Linked DNA regions of Mus musculus: region 1 is linked to region 2. Evidence: chromatin contacts called from public promoter capture Hi-C data. All regions are on one chromosome and are shown on one strand. Each heading gives the region's core, a stretch centred on a gene start, on an enhancer-like site or on the middle of the called end of the contact. The rest is flanking DNA. Distances are from core to core; before and after follow the strand shown.

Region 1 (4,458 bases), core at 456-2,955, 230 kb after region 2:
GTCCAATCAGTCCAATTCCAGGTGCACAATAAGCCTTAAGGTGTGTCTTTATAGAAACGCCTTTATAAAGGGCACGTGACCAAGAGGGTGGGTCCTATAACTAAAAGCCCTAGAATTGGGCTGGGGGAATGGCTTAGTGGTTAATAACACTTGCTGTTCTTCCAGAGGTCCCAGGTTCAATTCCTAGCACCCATAGTGCAGCTCACAACTGTCTGTAACTCACCTTCCACGGGATCCAACATGCTCACACAGGCAATCATTGAGACAAAACACCACTGCACATGAAGTAAAAATAAAGAAAATAAAGAAAAAGCCTAGAATCTACTGCGGTCTCTGACTTCTAGTCTCGAGAGGGCAGAGTCTGGGATAATCATTCTGGGGAATTTGGAGGAGGTCTGCCTCTATAGCAAAAGTGTGTGGGGGGTCTGCCTCTATAGCAAAAGGGGTGAGGTCTGCCTCCACAGACCGCAAAAAGATCACCAGGTCATTAACAAGATCCACTCTCAGCTTTCTGGATGGAATGCAGGTGTTTTTGTCTCCTCCATTAAGGATACTCTCCTGCCTGATTAACATTCCTGGTTCTCTTCTCTGTGAGTACAAGGACCTCCGTGGCCCCAGCACTAACCAATGCTGGGATCCCATGATGGTACGCACACTCAGCTTGGTTGTGTGCACATGTTATCTTAACCACCTTTAAGTGTACCCAAAAGTGCTGTTGCTGTCGCTATCCCAGCCTGTAACTTGTTTGGGTTTCTGATATCTCATTAAAGGGCCCAAATTGGGCTGGTGAGATGGCTCAGTGGTTAAGAGCACCGACTGCTCTTCCAAAGGTCCTGAGTTCAAATCCCAGCAACCACGTGGTGGCTCACAACCATCCTTAACAAAATCTGATGCCCTCTTCTGGAGTGTCTGAATGTACTTACATATAATAAATAAATAAATAAATAAATAAAACTTTTTTAAAAAAGGGCCCAAATTGCCCCACATTACCCCAAAACACTAAAGACACACGACACCTTTAGGAACTTGTCTTGATACCTATTTTAAAAACTTAGTCAGGGGCTGGTGAGATGGCTCAGACTGCTCTTCCGAAGGTCAGGAGTTCAAATCCTAGCAACCACATGGTGGCTCACAACCATCCGATCACGAGATCTGACTCCCTCTTCTGGAGTGTCTGAAGACAGCTACAGTGTACTTACATATAATAAATAAATAAATAAATAAATAAAATCTTAAAAAAAAACTAGTCAGTTTCTCTTTCTCTTCGAGTAATGCAGTTCGAGTTGCAGTAAATGAAATGCAGTAAATGAAAAAACTGCAGCTTCCGTGTGAGGCAATGACCACAGATTAGAATCCTCACTACACCACGGGGCAGAGACTTATGCGAGTCGCTGCTAGCTTTCTGGACCTACGGTTTCTGGCTAGGAGGATGAATAGTTTTTTTTTTTTAACAGGGTCCATGCAAAGATTTGCGTGAAATAAGCTTAACATGATGCCAAGGACCGAGAAGACATTGGGCAAACCGGAGCTGTTGTTGTGACTTCCAACTGAAGAGCGATTCTCAGAACAGTGAGATGGATTAGGCATCTGAGTAGGCAGGCAGGCAAGCAGGCAGCTTTGCTCGATCTCCACCGCGAGGTGCAAGGGAGGGGCCGCATCACCCAAAGCCCCACCCCTATAAACAGCGTTCAGTTGTCTAGGCAACGCGCCTCAGGGTCGCGGCCGAAGTGAAGCGGGACAGCTTACTGAAGGCTCTCAAAGCACCCTAGGCTGAGTGATGTCTGAGGAAGACTCGGACAGCGTGATCACTGACTCCCAGGCGGAGGAGGAAGGCGAGCTGCCAGTCATCCAACTGTGCGGGCTGGTAGAGGAGCTCAGGTACTGGCACCGTGAGGGCGCCATGAGTCTCTGAGGCCTGGGCTGTAGTTTGCAGACTACTCATATCTACGCAGAGCCCCGCGGGCACACATCGCATTACAGTGGAGAAAGAACTTGTGTTTGCCTAGTTAGCTTTGCTGCTTGCCTGCTCCTGAACTGACAAGCCACTGATGGAACCCGGACAGGGTGGAGGGGCAAGGGAGCCGTTGGCCTTGAAAAGATCAGACAGGATTTAGTGAAGCTAGCGCTTTGGCTTGGTGTCTTCCTGGTGCTGGGAAGCCGCCTTCGAAGTCTATATCAGGTAGCCTCCTAAGCCGGTTTCCAAAGTTAGTATTAAGATAAACATTAACATGGCGGCGGAGTGAAAACTAAGCTATTGAAATGATTTGCTTGGGGCCTTGTGGGCTGAATAAGGATTTAGGCGTGGAGATGGACTGAGGAATGATTGGCTCAGGGCTTTGTATTTTCCACAGTCTGTTTTCCATCTTCCACAGTGGGTTATCTGGATATGAGGATTCCATAATGTAGATGAGAGTCAGTGTACAATGTATTGATATTATACAGTATTCTGTTTCCAGCGGCCAGAAGAGGTGTTGGTTCCATACATCTGTAAATAGTTCATACCAGAGTGGAGGGATTATTACTAATTACCATTGTGAGTGTCTGTCATATACCATGATCTTGTATGTGAAACAGCCATCCCCAGAGGTACATGTTTTGTGAAGTTTCCTTGTGAGTGTCTATAACTGCCAGTCTTGTATATCGGCCGGCCATCTTAAGAGAGAAACGCATTCTGAAGTTTTCTTCCTTAAGATCCTGCATCAGAGATTCAGACCCGGGCCCATGGAAGGCTCCACCGAGAATACAATATGTGCTGAAAAGACAAGACGTAATGGCTTTCCTGTTTTCTATTTGGCTTCTGTACTAATCTCATAATTTAGGAATTAGTTTAACAGTATGTGTAGGTCTCAATGTCACCCTCTTTCGTACATATGTATGTGAGTATGTGCATGCAGTGAAAGGGGAAAGTTTTGGAACTGGAGATATAGCTTTAGCCCCTGCCTAGTATTCACAGGGCTATGGGTTCAATCCCAGTACCCACCTCCCCCTCCACAACACACATTAAAGTTGGGCATGGTGGCTCGCACCTTTAGTGCCAGCGCCAGTGAGGTAGGTGGAGTTTTGTGAATTCAAAGTCAGCCTTGGTATACTATGACCAAAGCAACTTAAAGAAGAAAGCATTTAATTTAGGGACTTACTGAGCCAGAGGGTTAGAGTTCATGATGATGATGGTGGGAAGAATGGCAGTAGACAGGCAGACATGGAGCTGAGAGCATTCATCTGACACACAAGTACAAGGCAGAGAGCAAGTGGTGACTATGAATGGCCTAGGCTTTTGAAACCTCAACGCCCACCCCCCAATGACACACCTCTTCCAACAGCGTCACACCTCCCAATCCTTCCCAAACAGTTCCACTAGCTGGAGACTAACCATTCAAATACGTGAGCGTAAGGGGGTCATCTCATTCAAATCATCACACCCTGCCTCTAAACAAACAAACAAACAAACAAACATAAAAGGCAAGATATATATATATATATATATATATATATATATGAGAAGTAGTTACAAAGTCCATAATCTTGGCATATACAAGACAAGCTAGATATGTTATCTCTGCTTGTTTAAAAACCACTGCTCAAATATGTCTTCCGTTTATGATAAACATGCAATGGAATTTCTAGACTGGAGGCTGGTGGTAAAAGAACAGAGAACCACAAGGCAAGGGAAGTATCTAGAGATGGTCGGTGGGTGTGGATAGCCTCAAGAGTGTGGCCATTCAGAAGAACCTTTACAAATGAGTTAGATGACATCTGAAGATGACAGCAACTGTCATCAGTAGAACAGCAGCACTCTGAATCTTGTGGCTTCTTAGACTCAATAGCCAAGAGATCTAAGATACTCTAGCAGAACTACGTGGCCCAAAGCTGACCTCAGGCCACAGAACCCCACGCCACTACCCTTAAAGAAAGGTGATGTTATTATACCTGTTGTATAGGTGAAGGTGAAGAAAGGAAGGTACCAGGAACACCTGTGTCTTACAGGCCATGGGTGGCCAATGATGCACTAAATACTGATTATTTGGGGGGTGCTATTCACAGAAGTCACTTATGTGCCTTGTATCTTGCAGCTATGGAAACTCTGCTCTCAAAACAGAAACAGAGATGTTCGAGAAATATTACTCTAGACTGGAACCCAGGGACCACCGAATGACACGGTTGTCAGATATTAAAATAACAGCAGCAGAATTTTCACAGGTACACGATGAAAGGTGAACAGGACTTCATCCTGTTGGCCTCCATAAATGCATATTGTGTGTGTGTGTGTGTGGCTACCTTAGTCATGTCTTCTTGGGTCAAATGGCCATAGCATTTCCTCTCTTCTATTTTCTGATTATTTCTTCCTTTCTAGTTTCTTTCACGTGAGGAATCCCATTCAGTTAGTAGCAGACTCTTTCTGGATACCTTAATTTATATGGGTGAATTCCTTGCAGGTTAGTAGGGTGGCACACACCTGTG
Region 2 (4,094 bases), core at 578-3,077:
AAAGCAAGAGACATCGAGAGTGCCTACCTTGTACGCAGAGTGTAAGAGAGTCAGGCATAACAGCCATTAAGAAAGCCCGGCATGGTGGCACATGCTTTTGATCCCAGCATTTGGGAGGCAGAGACAGGCAGATCTCTGCAAGTCCTGGGCCGGCTATACAGCTATATGGTGAAATGCTATCTCAAAACAAACAAAGCCAATCAAACAGAAACTGGTATAGGCAGCATTCTTAGACCAGTGACTGAGCCCTCACCACATCTGGAGTCATCTGTTCAGATATCATCTGCTGTCCAGTGACTGGCCCATGTTTCATAAAGGCTGGCCATGACTACAAGGACAGGTACTGAGTGTGAATACCAATTATGGAATATCATGTACTGCAGAAGCCCACAACAGAGAAGAAACACCAGTGACTTGTGGACAGAAAAATCTAAGATAACATTAGCCATGTGCTTTCATGCCAGTTGTTGGGAGGCAGAGGCAGGTAGATTTCTGTAACGCCATCATGCTTTACATAGCAAGGTCCAGACCAGCCAGAGCTACACAGTGAGACTTCTCTCAAAAATAAATTAAAAAATAAATAACCATACATCATTTTTTTTAGCTTTTAGAATAAAATACCAGTTGGACTTCCGTCATGGTTGGTGATGGCCAGTTTCTACCTTAAGCATGATATTAAGCACGTGGGGGAGCCAAGCTCCAAGAGACTGAATTCTTGCAGGATGGCCTGGCTCGGTGGTACGATCAAAGCTGACATGTACACAAGCCCAGGAAAGGCCACCCAGGACACAGACCTACCAAGGTTGTGCCTCTCTGTCTGTCTCTTCAAGGACCCTTAGAAAAATAGTAGCCCCATAGCCAGCTTCCCAGAGTTCATTGCCAGGCTGCTTGACCAACCCCTAACCTTGACCTCTGACCCAGCACTGGCTCAGCTTCTCCCAGAACAACCTCTACGAAAACAAAGCTTAAGCTTTGGAGGAACATCAGCCTACAGAAAATTAACTGGGGCCAGGGACAATCAATGGGTTCTTCTAGTCCTCTGCTGGCTTGGGGTGAGAACACAGCGACTTCCTCCCAAGGTCACACGTTGGGAATGGCAGAGCACACAGATCCCCGCCAGCTCCCAGCAGTCCTGAGAACCAGACCTGAAGAAAGCCCTCCTCCACACCTGGCTTCCACATCCCCTTGATAACACTCATTCTCCTGACAATCTTGCCTGCCCCCTACTCCCTGTAAGTGGGATATCCATTCTCAGGTCAATAGACTTGCCTAAGGGGACTCTGGCCAAGATAAGTATACTCTGAGATCTGCCCTTGGGTCCTGACTGCCTTCTCTTGACTTCTGCTGTAGTGGGCAGTGAACCTAGCTTGAATTTTTGAACTGTCTGGAGGTTATCTAGGCAAGCAGCCTCTTAGCCCAGTTTTTCCTTGACCGGAATCTGGAGGCCTGTCTTGCTGCCCTCCCACTTTGAAGGAAGAGAACCTGGAGGTAGCCACCCAGGAATCTGAAGTGTTAGACCACCAGGATTCTGAGAATCTTCTGGGAGAGCTGGAAAAAACAGATTCCTAGCCTCCCCCAAACCCTCTGGGGGTATCAAATCCACATTTCTCAGGTTGCGCTGGAGATAGCAAAGTCTAAGCCACAGGATAGAGTGTGGGGACCACGCATCATAGCTCTCCTGCCTGCTCTATTTATCACCTAAAAGCCCCGCTAAAAGCTGAGCGTGGTGATCCCCCAAGGAGTCCCACTGAGCCCCCATTTCATGTTGAGTTACCTGTTCAGATGTCAGCGGCTAGCCAGGAATTGCCTTCTCAGTGCCCCAGCAGCTGGCCTCTCAGACCCAGCCAGGATTAATTGGCACTAGATGGGCCGGGTGCAAAGGATTAGCATGTGCAGAATCGGGGGCAGGGTAGAAAGATGACTGGCACCCAGGGAAGCAAGCAGCAACCCCCACGGGTCCAGCAGTGTCCTAGACATAGGGCCCTTTGAGTTACTAGGGAACCTGCTCCAAGCCAGGATCTGTCTTCCCACAGAATGTGACAAAGCCAGAGAAAGGCTGCAGGACAACCAATAGCCAGGGTACCTGTGTGCTTCTGGGAGCCTCCTCAAGGTGACAGGAACCCATCAGCTCAGTCTGGGGGACAAGAGTGTGTCCTTCTCTCCTGCTCTGGTGCTGGGACTCAGTAGGATATCTGTGGCGGAGTCTTTAACAGCTTAAAGCATTATCACAAAAACCATTGGCCCGGGACAAGACCTTTAGCCAAAATCTGTATTAATCTACATTTCCAGAGAAGCAGAACCATGTGACCTGGGACAACTATGTCTTATGCCAAGCAAGGTGTTTTGTTTTGTTTTGTTTTGTTTTTGGATGCAAAGTATTTTATTTTTAAACTTGTAAAGTTGGAACACAAGATCGCCTGGTTTAGATGAGTTTCCGAGCTGAATGCACTTGCCTGGAGCTCAGTTTCTGGCTGATGAACAGTTCCTAATACCCTATGTGGGTGCCTACGTTCTGATCTGTGGGTGGTGAGCCGACCAGCGTCCGTCCGGCTGATAACGCCACTTTATGCCTTGGTAAGGGCTTAACAACCTTTAGGCATTGTTGTAGCCTTACACAGCCAGTGCTGCCCCGAATGTCTCCTGAGAAGCATAAAGCATGTACAAAAGGGTGTCCACTCCATCTCCCTCACTCTCAGAGACAGGTGTGGACACACTCACCATGCTGTGCCCATTCACCAGGAAGAAGAAGGCTTGGTTAGCATTGAGCTGCAAGCGCCGTCTAATTATCATGATGAGTTTGCTCATATTCACATGATCTGGAACTTGGTCTTGTCCAGGACGGGCAGCTGTTTCTCCCCCTTGTGTCGCTCTATAGTCACTGGGATCTTGGTGGGGTGCTGCTCCCGGATGAGCCGGACATCTTCCACTCTTTGTTCAAAGCTCTGGCGCTGCTTGAAGGTCTTCTCAGACGGCATATGGGGTGGGGTGGGGGTGGGGGTCCCAGATCAGACGATCTGGCTCCCATGACGATCACTTCCCTTGTGTCACCAATCAAGCTTATTAAGAAACAGTATCTTGGGCTGGAGAGGAGGCTCAGATGCTCTTCCCGAGATCCTACTGAGTCCCAGCATCAGGGCTGGGGATCAAGGACACACTTTTGTTCCTAACAACTACATCGTGGCTGAAGTGAAACTGGTTGAATGAAACTTACTTGTTTAGGGTTTCCACTGAAGCTCACTGTCCTATTACATCTGGGTTACTGTAATACAACACCTTAAATCAAGTGATTTACAAGTGACAGAAATGTACTGTTCGCTGCTGTCATAGAAGATCCAAGCAATAGAAGAGGTGGTCTCTGGGAAGTTCTTGTTCCTGGTAGGTGGTGATGTCTATGTGATATAGTCACTCCACGATTTGTTTCTGAGTCCTGGCCATGGGCACCAAGCTTGTCTCCACCTTTTGACTATAAACCACATGGCTCTGAAAATCTGCACGCAAGCCTTCAATGGCCCATGTTGACTTCTCTGCTTCCAAGGTAGGCTCTTCATATGAAGCAATTGTATTGTAAATTGCTTTGTCTTGTCTGGGTTTTTCAGAGACAGGATGTTGCTAAAATTCCCTTCCTGGAGGAAACAAAAACAATTTGTACTCCTCTTCTTCCAAGGTGCCAGTGACAATCCCAGGTACAATTCCACAAGCTCACCCTGGGGGACCAGTGAGTTCGTCAGACTTACAAAACACGGGTGAGGGGTTAATTCTGGAGTGGAGCTCCTCCCCTAAGAGTCTACACCAGAAAGTCTTTACCCAGCAAGGATGAAGACCTTTTATAGTTCGATAGAAGGAGCTACATTGCTGCCTGCCCACCATGGTATCTTCCCTTCCCTTAGCCCCTCCAAGGCTACATGCTTGCATATGACAGGTGGTAGGGAGCGGCTGCATACACATAGATGAGTATCTTATGATTCTCCTTACCCCTCAGGGGATGTAAAATGTCACCATCCCAGCTAGGATGATCTCTTGCAAGTTTGCACAGCAGAATTTCTCCGGATGGCAGCTGCTGGGCTAGGATATAGTCCTGTATGACACAGGATCAA

The links. Promoter capture Hi-C pulls out the DNA fragments that hold promoters and counts their contacts.
Region 1: a contact with region 2 is called in a promoter capture Hi-C map of stem cell-derived epiblast-like cells, with 3 times the contacts expected there. The contact joins the promoter of Ccdc113 here to the promoter of Cngb1 in region 2. A contact is called at or near these places in 2 of 39 promoter capture datasets (hippocampal neurons and stem cell-derived epiblast-like cells) and 2 of 9 other capture datasets (adipose tissue and liver).

What each region holds. Positions count from the first base shown.
Region 1 is chr8:95,532,395-95,536,852 of GRCm38.p6, forward strand. Ccdc113 (coiled-coil domain containing 113) reads left to right here and starts at 1,706. Exons shown (of 9, transcript NM_172914.2): 1 at 1,706-1,878; 2 at 4,071-4,197. The coding sequence starts at 1,778.
Region 2 is chr8:95,304,758-95,308,851 of GRCm38.p6, forward strand. Cngb1 (cyclic nucleotide gated channel beta 1) reads right to left here and starts at 1,828. Exons shown (of 33, transcript NM_001195413.1): 1 at 1,775-1,828. It also overlaps the pseudogene Gm5359.